Linked DNA regions of Mus musculus: region 2 is linked to region 1. A link is a contact called in public HiCAR-type data. All regions are on one chromosome and are shown on one strand. Each heading gives the region's core, a stretch centred on a gene start, on an enhancer-like site or on the middle of the called end of the contact. The rest is flanking DNA. Distances are from core to core; before and after follow the strand shown.

Region 1 (6,291 bases), core at 764-3,263:
TGTATATATATATATATATATATGATTTTTTTTGGAGGGAGGGTGTTGGTTCCCAGCTGAAGAGCACTTATTTAAAATACTAAAAAAAGAACATTTTTGGGCGATCTCCAGGGTTTTTTAACTAGCTCTGTGTGTTATAGCAGAAGAAGCAGAAGAAGCAAGAAAGAGGAAAAGAAGAGGATTATTTATTCGACCTACTTTGGATGTCTCTCTCGCTTTCTCTTTTTCCTTATTTTCTCAAGCATTTTCTTCTGATTTTTATTTTTTTCCTATTTCGCTGTGAATTCGTCGCTGGCGTGAATTATCTCGTATTTTTCTCCCCCTTCCGTCACCTCCCGAAAGAAGAAGGCAGAGAGAACCCGGCGCCACCCGCACAACAAAAAGAGCAAAGTGTGTGATCTTCCTCGCCGGCTGCCTCCCGCTCTCCAGCGCTGCCTTCCTGAATGGCTGGCTGCGTCCGGCCCTGGACCTGGCCCCCAGACACCCGAGCGCCCTGATCCTCGCCGGCAGCTTCGTCCCGATCCTGCTCGACTCTCCCAGCTCCCCGCACTCTTGAAACCGGGCGAGGGCTCCCGCCAGGACAGCGGCGGCGGCACGGGCAGCACCGGCCTCGGCTCGCTCTCGGGCTGCGGCCCCGACTCCGGCTCGGACTCCCGCCCGGGCCCGGGCTCCTCCAGCGGAGCACGCAGCGGCGGCCAGCTCCTCCAGCAGCGTCTGCAGCCGCGACCTCCTCCTCCGCGGCCGCCGCCGCCCTCGCCGCTTCCTCTATGTCGGCTCAGCCCGCGCTCTGCGCGTAGCCCCAGCGGCCAGCGGCCAGCGGGCGGGCGGGCGGGCGGGCGGGCGCCCGGCGCGGGTGAGCGAGTGTGTGTGCGAGTGTGTGTGTGCGCGGGGGTGCGGGCGAGGCGGAGGGCGAGAGTGTGCGCGCGCCGTGGCCCATGCCCGCCGCCCCCGGCGCTGCGCCCCGCGCCGCTCCCGGCTGCCGCCTGTGCCATTTCTGATTTTGCAAGTTGGGGAAGAAGAAAAAAGCGAGAGAAGGGAGCTCGCTCGCTGGGGGGTGGGGAGGGGGGAGAGAGAGAGAGGCCCCCCCAGGAACGGAGTGCGGGGGGAGCGGGCGAGGGGAGCAGGGGTGTTGGGGGGGGGGAGCCTGAGAGCCTGGGGGGGCTGCAAAAAGAGAGAAAGAAAACAGCAGGAACCACAACAAAACGCCAGCAGGGCGGGCGGGCGCGCAGCAGCAGCGGGGCGGCTGAGGCAGTAACGGCGGCGGCGGCGGCGGCGGCGCAGGCAGAGGCCGGTGCCCGGCTCGGGCTCGGCTCCGGCGACCCCGGGGCGCCCGGTGGGCCCCCCGCCCCCTCCCCCTCCCCCCTTCCCCTTCCCCTTCCCCTCCCAGCGCGCCCGCGCGCCCCGCGGCCCTCGGCGAGCAGCTCGGCTCCCCCCAGCGCTCCCTGGGCCCAAAGATATGGCAATGGTAGTTAGCAGCTGGCGAGATCCGCAGGACGACGTGGCCGGGGGCAACCCCGGCGGCCCCAACCCCGCAGCGCAGGCAGCCCGCGGCGGCGGCGGCGGCGAGCAGCAGCAGGCGGGCTCCGGCGCGCCGCACACGCCGCAGACCCCGGGCCAGCCCGGAGCGCCCGCCACCCCCGGCACGGCAGGGGACAAGGGCCAGGGCCCGCCCGGTTCAGGCCAGAGCCAGCAGCACATCGAGTGCGTGGTGTGCGGGGACAAGTCGAGCGGCAAGCACTACGGCCAATTCACCTGCGAGGGCTGCAAAAGTTTCTTCAAGAGGAGCGTCCGCAGGAACTTAACTTACACATGCCGTGCCAACAGGAACTGTCCCATCGACCAGCACCACCGCAACCAGTGCCAATACTGCCGCCTCAAGAAGTGCCTCAAAGTGGGCATGAGGCGGGAAGGTGAATATTTCTTCTCTGCTTCTCTCCCTGCGCTTCGCCCGCCTCCCTGCTCTTTCTTTCTCTCTCGCCTTGGTGCCTGTGGCTGTGGGGATGGGGCTTCTGTGGTCCCAGCCGGTCCGGGCTTCCCAGTCTTCGCTGCTTTCCTCCCCCAGCGTCCCCCCCCCCCCAGCTCGCTGCCGCTGCCTCCCCCTCCCGCCCTGCGCTCCTCTCCCCGGCTCCTCCACCCCGCCCGCTGCCTGCTCAAGATTGTGTCCCTGGGATCGTGAGCTGTAGCTTAAAAATCCCTCCCTTCCTCTGTTGGATGTGCTCCGTGTGTGTCTCGTTCCCGCTTGTGTGTGAGGATGCTTGGGGCTGTGCTAGCATGAACTTGGGAGGGGTGATGATTTTCTGCAGAAAACCGTTTCTCTCCGTGTGTGTTTTTGTTTTTTGGTTTTTTTTGTTTTTCCCATTCTACTTTCTCCTCTGCCTCATCGTACCTTTTATTTATAATGGGAGAGGACTGGGGCTGGAGGACCCTGAACCATAGATTCATTGCTGCCACCATCCTTTAGGAAGCTTAGCTTGGAAAAAGAGGAGTGAGATTTATTGCACTTGTAGGTCTAATTAGGGGGGAAGGGGGGCTTCTGGCCTGTTCACTGGCTCCCTCTCCTCTTCAGGGATCTGGGGCCGCCTCCTCCCGAGCTGTGGCCTTGTTTTCACCCCTATACTTTGAAAGGAAAGTTTGTGACTGAACCCTGCTTTCATAGTAGTGTCATTTTTAAAGCTTGATACTCGTTTTATTTCTTCATCAAACTCCACCCTCTGCTTAAATACTGCATACAAATTACAATTTACAACGGCATTTACCGATCCTTCTGATCTGGCTATAATGCACAGACTGCAGCTGGCTTGAGCTTCTGCATCATTTAATCGATGTGTGAGATTTTTTTTTTATTAAGCACAACTTTTGATGTTTAATTTGGATATGCTTCATATTCATGTGGCATGAGATGGAACACTTTTCTTACAAATATATTTAGCGGTTTATAGTTAAAGTTTATCTCCTGGCAATCATTAAACATATCTTATAGTCAAATTAGTGAACCAGTCAATTTCGAAGAACATAGATTACTTCTTCTTGTAATTGACTTCAAAATTATATTTTATATGCCACAAGAAAAGAAATTGAATTCCTTCAGATCTCAAGGAGAAGGCAAATATGACGACTCCATTGCTAGCTCCAGGGAGATTGTTTAGGCATCTGAAAAAAAAAAAAACAAAAAACAAAAAAAAACAAAAAAACTTTGAATTGTGCTCTCATTTAATTGAAAAATAACTGCCAAGTTCAAAACTATAATTAGAAAAAGTATTCTAACCATTGTGTTTCAAAGAGCGTAAACCGCACTGAAACTCTTGTTGGAATTAGAACCAAAGAAAATGATGTAGAGCCTGAGGTAGGACAGCTCTGTGGACATGGACCTCGCTCTACTAATTTGTTGGGGGATGGCAGTTCAGTAGCCCTAACTTTCCCTAGAGTTGTCTTTGTTTACATGGCAATTGAAAATGCTGGCACTGTTGAAGTAAAACATACACATTTAAAAAAAAAAAAAAAAAACTTTGGTCAGCTTTAAGAACTCAATGCATGCTTACGTTTTGCATTCAGATGGGTAATGAATCCAGTGTTTTTGCAGTTGCAAGCTCGCGCATTCACTGGGCAAAGCTGGCTGCAGGTTGCAGTGGCATCGCACAGGACAGACATTAATTGTAGTTCCTACTTTTTTTCAATATGTTTGGCTACTGTAAGTTCAACTTCTTTGAAATTTTTTAATTTTCTGTTTCTTTTAATAGTGAGAAATTTGTATGGGGCAGTCTGGAGGAGGGAAGATGGGAGGAGGTGTGTGTTATGCTTGCTGGTAGTCCAACTCAGTAAGATATATATATATAACTTGTATCTTTTAAAAATTATTCTGTAGCACTTTAGAGATTATGGGAACATTTTATACACTTGCTGCTTGTTTACAAGTGAAGAGTACTCTAAGGTTTGTGGCTTTCTCAGGTTTCATTTTTAAAAGAGAAACTTTGATTTGTATCATTCTGAAAGGATTTCATTTATATCTGTGTTGCTTCTTAGTAGCTGGGAGGTTGGGTGGTACTTTCTTAGCCATCCTGAGCTAGGGGCCTTGCAGTCAGGCCTAGTTCTTCTTCTCTAGCTAAAATAGCCAGGGATGCAGACTATGGATGGACACACGGAGCCGGTGAAGGTAGATGACTTCACCCTAGATCTCCTAGCAGTGTGATCTGTGAGTAAGACCCAGCAAGCAGGAGAAGATGCTTCGGGAGCGAGTGACTGCAGGAAAGAACCACAGTGCGTTGGGTGCGCGCTGCGGCTCGGCGATGTTCACAAGCCCCCCTGGATGCACATTGCCTCTTTTCTCTCTTTCTTTTTATCAGCGGTTCAGCGAGGAAGAATGCCTCCAACCCAGCCCAATCCAGGCCAGTATGCACTCACAAACGGGGATCCTCTCAATGGCCACTGCTACCTGTCTGGCTACATTTCTCTGCTGCTGCGCGCAGAGCCCTACCCCACGTCGCGTTATGGCAGCCAGTGCATGCAGCCCAACAACATCATGGGCATCGAGAACATCTGCGAGCTGGCAGCCCGCCTCCTCTTCAGCGCCGTCGAGTGGGCCCGCAACATCCCGTTCTTCCCGGATCTGCAGATCACGGACCAGGTGTCTCTGCTGCGCCTCACCTGGAGCGAGCTGTTCGTGCTCAACGCGGCCCAGTGCTCCATGCCCCTGCACGTGGCGCCGCTGCTGGCCGCAGCCGGCCTGCACGCCTCGCCCATGTCCGCGGACCGCGTCGTGGCCTTCATGGACCACATCCGCATCTTTCAGGAACAGGTGGAGAAGCTCAAGGCGCTGCACGTCGACTCTGCCGAGTACAGCTGCCTCAAAGCCATCGTGCTATTCACGTCAGGTGAGGATGCGGTCGCGAGGAGGGCAGACTGTGCGGGGAGCTGGTGGGCATGGCGAGGCGAGTCCCTGGCATCCTGCAGCTCCCGCACCGCCGCTGTCGCTGTGAGGCCGGGCGCTCAAGCCACCTTGGGCCTGCCCAGGGTCTGCAGCCCGGGTATGTGGTTGTCGCCGACCGCGCCGCTGCCATCTTGGGAGCGTAGTGGTGCTTGGAGCGGAGGAAGCTCAGTGAGGCCAGCGGCCTGGCCTGATGGATGGCCTGGACCCAGCGCGCCCCGAGAGTGAGGCGACTGTGTGTCTAGGGAGGCAGGGCATTGTGGATCGTCTAGCTTCTGTGTGTGAACTCTCTGTGTGCGTGTGCGTGTGCGTGTGCGTGTGTGTGTGTGTGTGTGTGTGCGCGCGCGCGTGTGAGTGTGTGTGTGTGTGTGTGTGTGTGTGTGTGTGTACAAGAGCTCGGTGTTTCTGTGGGAGGAACGATACAGAAGGAAGAAGAGAACGTGGGAAGGTGGCTTCCTAGTCTGTGTGGCACACTCCTTGGATGAGTTTCCCGACAGAGAGACACAGACAGAGGCGGAAAGGGAAGAATACGCACAAATAAATCATAAATAATCTCGCTTTATTGCTGCTTGATTTTCCCTTATCGGAAACCATTCATGTTTGCAGTTGCTGAGGTTATTGAGGGTCATAAAAAACGGATTCGATCTAAACAAGAAAGATAAAAAACAAAAGCAATACTGTAAAACCCGCAAGCATGAGAGCACTCCGGGCCGGGAGATAAATTTCATAGCTATGCAAACACACAAACACTAGAAATTTAAAAGGATGCCTTAAAATATCAAATTAAGTGTAGGCGGTGGTAGCATGCATGTTAACAATCTCTCTTATGATAGATGGTTCAAATTAACTTCCAGGAAAGTGCATTAACGTTGCCTTTGAAGGGCTCTGGTCTAAGCCTGTGAGAACACTATCCGCTTTTTATTATTGGAACCTACAAGAGGGAACTATATACACACTAGGGACAGCAGGTAACAAGGAAATACAAACAAAGCCAGAAAGAACTCTGCTTGGGCAGAGCTGCTTAGATGGATCTTGGGCTTTGCTCACTATAAGCAAGGTTAGTTGCAATTTTACCACCGTTATTGACACTATTGTTTTTAATTCCTAGATTAGGAGAACAAATAAACCATTCTAATAAATCTATCCTAGTCAGGCCCTCCAAAAGCCAAATTAAAACCATTCATGAGTGGAGATGGCAAAACTCTTTTTCCCAAGGCCTTGTTAAAACAGGAAGCAGTGGGATAATCTATCAAGATTTTTCGACTTCCATGCATGGAGAGTCATATTTACATTGTATTAAAATGACACTAAAATTTGCACAATATTGTAATGTAGCAAATGTAGTATTAATATCGATCTGAGCAGCAGAT
Region 2 (6,042 bases), core at 2,047-4,546, 2.8 Mb before region 1:
TATAAGCAGTGCAGTACATTATAAAGGCTTCAAGAGAAGTTGCCTTGAAGAGAAGTCACTGTTTAGCTGGAAGGAGACAGGTTAAAACCCATAAAATAACAGCCAGTAGAAGAGAATAATGTGTTAGTTATTTTACAAAATGTGATTGACATTTTAAAATAATGGTTATTTTTAATGACAATTTTTACATTGTGCCTTCTCACTTATTAAAAGTAAAATGTCCAAATCTGCCTTTTCTGAGTATAATATCACCCCCTCTTGTCCAGGCTGGCCTTAGATGTCTACCGTCCTGCCACCCAAGTAACTGGGATTAAATGTACAGGCCATGATACCTTGCATGGCTCTCAATGGCATCCAAATCCTCTTGCTAGCTATGAATATAACTTTACTTGGAAGCAGATTATTTATAGATATGTTTGATTTAATATGAGTTTATTTAAAAAGGGACCTCATGTAATCTGGCCAGTATCTTTACTTTTTTATTTTTAAGTTTTAGACAGGGTATCATTATGTACTCCTGGATGAGTGGGAAATTCAAGATCCATCGATCTCTGCCTCCAAGTGCTGGGATTCAAGGCATGCTCCACCACACTGACACGACCCGTTCATTGTTGTTTGTGTGCTTTAAATGTCTTAGCCAGGTTGTCCTGGTGCATGCTTTTTAGCTCTTATTTATGTTAGTACACGGTCGCTCTCTTCAGACACACCAAAAGAGGGCATCAGATCCCATTACAGATGGTTGCGAACCACCACGTGGTTGCTGGGAGTTGAACTCAGGACCTCTTGAAGAGCAGTCAGTGCTCTTAACCTCTGAGCCATCTCTCCAGCCCCATGACCAGTTTTTAAATCAATCCTTTTTCATTTTTCTTTTAATTTTGTGATTATATCAACATCATTTCTACCTTCTCGTTCCAAAATTTCCCATATTGCCCTCATTGCTCTCTTTTAATAATATGGCCTGTGAGGGGTGTGTGTGTGTGTGTGTGTGTGTGTGTGTGTGTGCGCGCGCGTGTGTGTGTACATATATTCCTAACTGTACCTCTGTTCTGACTGTATAATGATAACTTGTATGTAGGTTCTCAGGGCTGATGATTTGATACTGGATAACCAATTGGTGTGTTCTTCCCTGGAGAAGGCTACTTCTCCCACTCTCAGCACTCCTTAGTTCACTATAATTCTTCACAGGGTTGAGGCTCTATCCACCATGGCATTTCAGTGCTATCATCTTTGTGCAGCTCATCTTAGAGGATCATAATGGGACAGATGTTATGGGTGTAGCTTCTGACATTAGTAGGAGACATTACTTCACAGCAAACCCTATAGTCCTTTGGCTCTTAGTCTTTTCACCTTCTCCAGTGTTCCTTGAGTGGGGAAGTGTTTTGTAGATGTATTCACTGGGACTGGGCCCCACAGCTCTGCATTTTGATTGGCTATGGTTTTCTGTAACGGTCTCTGTGGCAAAGAGAAGTTTCCTGGTGAGAGGTGATGACTACACTTATGGTTGGGTACGAAACAGATATTTAAAATTTAGTTAAATATTATGCTGGTTGCTAAAAGTGGTGATTATAGATTCTTTCCCAATTCATGATTTCACTAGCCCCGAGGAGTTAAACAGGTTTCTAGTCCCAAGCCCCCAGTTTCCCTCTAGTTGAGCAAATCTTAAATCCAGTTAGAGAGGTGTTGGTTACTGCCAAAGCTCATGTTCCCCCACTGTACCCTTAGGGTTAGTGTACCATTGTTGCTTATAGAAATTATAGCTGGGTAGAACTTTTGGTTGCCTCCCTCCTTTGGAAACACCATGAAAGCTAGTTGTCAGGAATGGCACATTCAGGTCACTTTCTTATCCCTTTGTCTGAAGTAACTGCTATCTTCAGTAATAGAGATTGTTTTCCATTTTTGGGGGAACAACAAGGACAAGAGCGATAGTCTGTATGTGGGGGAAGTCTCTTGGACAACCCTATTCAATGACTCAAAAGAAGGCCTCTCATTACTGGTGTTGGGTTTTTCTTAGGTGATTTTTGGTTCTGGTAGAAAGCATTGTCAGCCCAGATGAGGAAATTTTATTTAAACTATATATGATATTATACATAGACTAACTGGTATTTTGGGGTTCTTTTAAGGTAGCTAATGGTATGATTCAGGCATCCTTACTGTTATCTTACTCTCTCCTTCTGTGTTTATGTGCCTTCTCTTCCCTAATAACAGCACACCCCTTTTCCCAATTATCCATCGTATCTCTTGTACCCTGCTATTTCCATCTGTATCACTTCCCCACACCCATCCCAGAAATGGTGTGCACTTGCATTTGTCAGTGTGGAACTTGGAGCCTCCAGTGAGAGCACATGACCTTAGTAGGGAGTTAATGTGGAGACAAACACAGAAAAAAAATGCCATGTGATCCAAGCAGCATAGACTGTATGCCAGGGACAATCAGAGATCTATGGCCATTGCTGAGATGTAGAAAGGAGCCCAGAGGGGTCTACCTAGAACATGGTGGACAGTCTCCAGGATTGTAAGAGGGTAAGTCCATGTGGTAGTGAATATGCTTGACCCAGGGAGCGGCACTACCAGGAGATGTGGCCATGCTGGAGTAGGTTGGCCTTGTTGGAGGAAGTGTGTCACTGTGGGGGTGCACAATGAGACCCTTCTGCTAGCCATGTGGGAGCTAGTCTTCTAGCAGCATTCAGATAAGGAATATAGAACTCTCAGCTCTTCCCTCTTCCTGCACCATGCCTGCCTGGACGCTGTGATGCTCCTGTCTTGATAATGATGGACTGAACCTCTGAACCTGTAAGCCAGCCCCAATTAAAGGTTGACCTTGTAAGAGTTGCCTTGGTCATGGAGTCTGTTCACAACAGTCAACCCTTAACTAAGATAGTCCACCTTTACTATTTTAGGTACAGTGCTAGGTGTGGCACTTCTTACCGAAGTCCTGGAAAGTGAAAGATGCTGTCCTCCCCCACGCCTTCTCCTTACCTCTGCCAGCCCACTGATCAGTTCTTCCCAAGTTCACGATATAAAGAGACCTCGTAAACATGCCAATTTTGGATGGAGTCTGAGATTCTAGGCTCTAAGGACGCAGCGGAGGATGATTTTGAACTTCTGTTCTCCCTTCCTCCACTCCAGTCTTCAAGCATACTAGGCAAGCACTCCTCCGTCTTTGCTGCGTCAGCAGCTCAGAGAGCCTGTGCTTCTTATGAGCTACTTTGTGATGCTGGGTTGCTGGTCCAAGAACTCTACTTGGACCAACAAGGGCTTGTTGGGGAGTTTGCTCCAATGCTAGCAAAGATGAAGCTGGAAGAGTTTCCCAGAGAAATGAAAATGTCCAGGGATCGGAAGTCGGAACAACTTCCTGCTGAGGCTATAGCTGTGTAGCAGTGTCTGATTAGAGCATCAGGCCTTCGGTTCCATCTCTACCATATCAACAGCGATGTAAATGGCTATCACTATAACAGTACGCTGATATTTTATGTGGCCGCCCCGCATTTTACCTTTCCAGTATTTTAGACAGAAAGATGAATAAGAACACCAGAACCAACGTGGTCTGTGTGTTCAGTCTAGGAAAACTGCTTTCCTCCTATCCTCTGGTAGGCTTTGCGGATCACGTGTTTCACTGGCAGGTGGCCGGTTTCTAGTTTTATTCAGGACATTCTGCAGCTGCAGTTTGGAGTAAAATTGTGCTCTGGGACAGGTGGTCCAAGCTACGTTTGCAGAAATGCTTATCTATCGTTCTCTTCATTTTAAACTCCGAGGAGGAAGCAAGAAACATGGCCGCTATAAAGACAGATTTCAACAGGCCTTCTAAATCCCCGGGACCTCTCCAAGGGCAAGGAAGCTAATCAGTGCCTGAGATGACAGATAGGATGTCGCGATGAAGGCCCTGGATTTTACAGTAAGTCACTGCCTGTACACCATGCCAGATTCCAACCTGACTTGCGTCACCGCAGTGTGGCTTTATGACAAGATTAGTTACCAAACACACTGAAAAGATAACCTTAGGAAACGGAGGGCATAAATAAGACAGAAGTTTGGAACCGCGGAAGTATTAAAAAAATCCAAACGAAGATCATCTCAAAGTCACTGTTCAAGGACAAAGCCGGGATTTGCGCCAACAAGCTTCGATGGAAGAATTTGATCCCTAGACTAGTCAGCCCTTAAGGCAAAGAAAACAACGCAGGAAGTTAGTGCTGGGCTTGGTCGGGATTCAAAAGCTGTAAACCCTGCGCTGCTCCGGGAAGCGCAGAGACCGGTCTGCAGCACTGAGGGCTCGGCCTCGGCGTGCACGGAGCCCGGCAGCCTCTGGCTGTGCAGGGCGAAGCGGGAGTCCGCGGGAGCGGTGACTCAGCGCTGAGTCAGGCGAGCGCTACGTGCCGGGAGACCGGCTGTCAGGAAGGGCGTCCCAGCGCCTCGGCCGCGGAGACCCCGGGGCCACTCACCCGCCGCACGCACGGGCCAGAGCGGGTGACGTCCAGGATCCGCAGCGGGGGTGGGGTGGGGGGTGGGGGTGGCCCCACGTGACCCCGTTTCCAGGGCTTAGGCTTTCGTCCCATGTATTTCCTCAGATAGGAGATTTCTCTTGCTCTGGCTTGTATTTGTTGTTGTTTGTTTGATTTTTTTTGGAGGGGGGGGTGTGGGTGGGTTTTGTCTGCTTGTTTGTTTTTTGCTTTTGTTTGGTTTTATTTTTTGTTTGCTTACGTTTAATTTTTTTAATAATCCGCACCCAATTTGAGAAATGACATTTTTAAATGAGACACAGGAAGAATGAGTAAATAAAACAAAAACACGCCTTGCAAGTGATGTGTCAAACCTTTGCACGACTTTGAGGTTAAATCATTGTGGCCTTAGTGGAATTGTAAAACATTAGGTATCCTTGGAAAAAGAGAGTTTAACTCGGTTTTGATGTTCAGTGTTAAAGGAAGCCAATCTTTGGTCTTTGTGCAATTGCCTTTCTCATAAAGGATTCTAAAAGCTGGAGGCATGTTTGATAGTAACAGAGAACCATGATGGTGTCCTGGGCATTCAGCCCTCTAGCATCCTGTTCGGATTTTTCCAACTGTACTGGTGATTGTGGCAATGCTATGTTGAGAGCCAATGGCAAGTGTTGCATTGTTCAGTGTAGCTGATCAATGAGATAATCCAGAGACAGGTCGAGGGACAGGGACCCCTTTGAGCTGAGTTTTAAGACAATCACACTAGGCCTTTAGAACCTGTGCCAACTGTTGCCAATTGTTTTCCAAGGTCCTAGAATTCTTATTGCTCCTGATGCCAGTGTGCATTTGAAACAGTGCATCGCATCACCATAGAACAGCCTTCTTTCTATTAGGAATGCTTTTCTTGCTTTTTACTAGGTTGAGACTGTCCCAAGACGTGCATGCTCTTTTTTTCTAGTTGTAAAAAAAAAAAAAAAAAAAATTAAATATTTAAATTGGGTGGGGGTGAGCCTTTAACCCCACGATTCGGAAGGCAGGGCATGTGTATTCCTGACTTTGAGGCTAGCCTAGTCTACAGAGCTAGTTCCTGGTCAGCCAGGGTTACACAGAGAAACCCTGAGGGGGAGGGGGAGGTAGGGAGCCATAATAAGGGCGTGGAGATGAAAGATGAGTGTGGTGGGAGGAGGGGGGATTTAAACCACTGTGGTGGGACCCTGTCTCAAAGACCCTAAAATAATAATAATATATAAATAAAATATAAAAAGAAAAAAAAGGAATGCTTTTCTTGCAGGGAAGAGCTTTGAGGTTAGAGTGACTCTCCAAGCTTATATGCAGGCATGACAGCCAGATTTTTTTATAGGAAGTTAAAGACCCTAAACTGACATTGAAAAGGAAGGAAGGGAGGAAGGAAGAAAGGGAGGGAGGGAGGGAGGCAGGAAGGAAGGAATGAAGGAAGGAAGGAAGGAAGAGAGGGAGGGTGGGAGGGAACAAAACTGTGAGAAATGGATGAACTAAGAAATGGAAAGCAATATATTTCAGTTACTGATGACAAGGAACATCTACTGGTTAGGTTAGCCTTTGAAAGTTTGACAATGTTGTGTAGATATTTAAA

What was found. HiCAR-type assays count read pairs that join an accessible place to other places.
Region 2: a contact with region 1 is called in a HiCAR-type map of astrocytes, with 2.7 times the contacts expected there. The contact joins the promoter of 9330111N05Rik here to the promoter of A830082K12Rik in region 1. A contact is called at or near these places in 2 of 39 promoter capture datasets (the 3T3-L1 cell line and liver) and 2 of 115 datasets of contacts at active chromatin or transcription factors (the NIH/3T3 cell line and astrocytes).

The regions. Positions count from the first base shown.
Region 1 is chr13:78,193,739-78,200,029 of GRCm38.p6, reverse strand. It overlaps A830082K12Rik (RIKEN cDNA A830082K12 gene), which reads right to left and starts at 2,013. Exons shown (of 3, transcript NR_045195.1): 1 at 1,808-2,013. Nr2f1 (nuclear receptor subfamily 2, group F, member 1) reads left to right here and starts at 1,157. Exons shown (of 3, transcript NM_010151.3): 1 at 1,157-1,910; 2 at 4,341-4,868. The coding sequence starts at 1,457.
Region 2 is chr13:80,961,328-80,967,369 of GRCm38.p6, reverse strand. 9330111N05Rik (RIKEN cDNA 9330111N05 gene) reads right to left here and starts at 3,296. Exons shown (of 2, transcript NR_015587.3): 1 at 2,977-3,296. It overlaps Gm4211 (a long non-coding RNA gene), which reads left to right and starts at 5,936. Exons shown (of 3, transcript XR_382678.2): 1 at 5,936-6,042.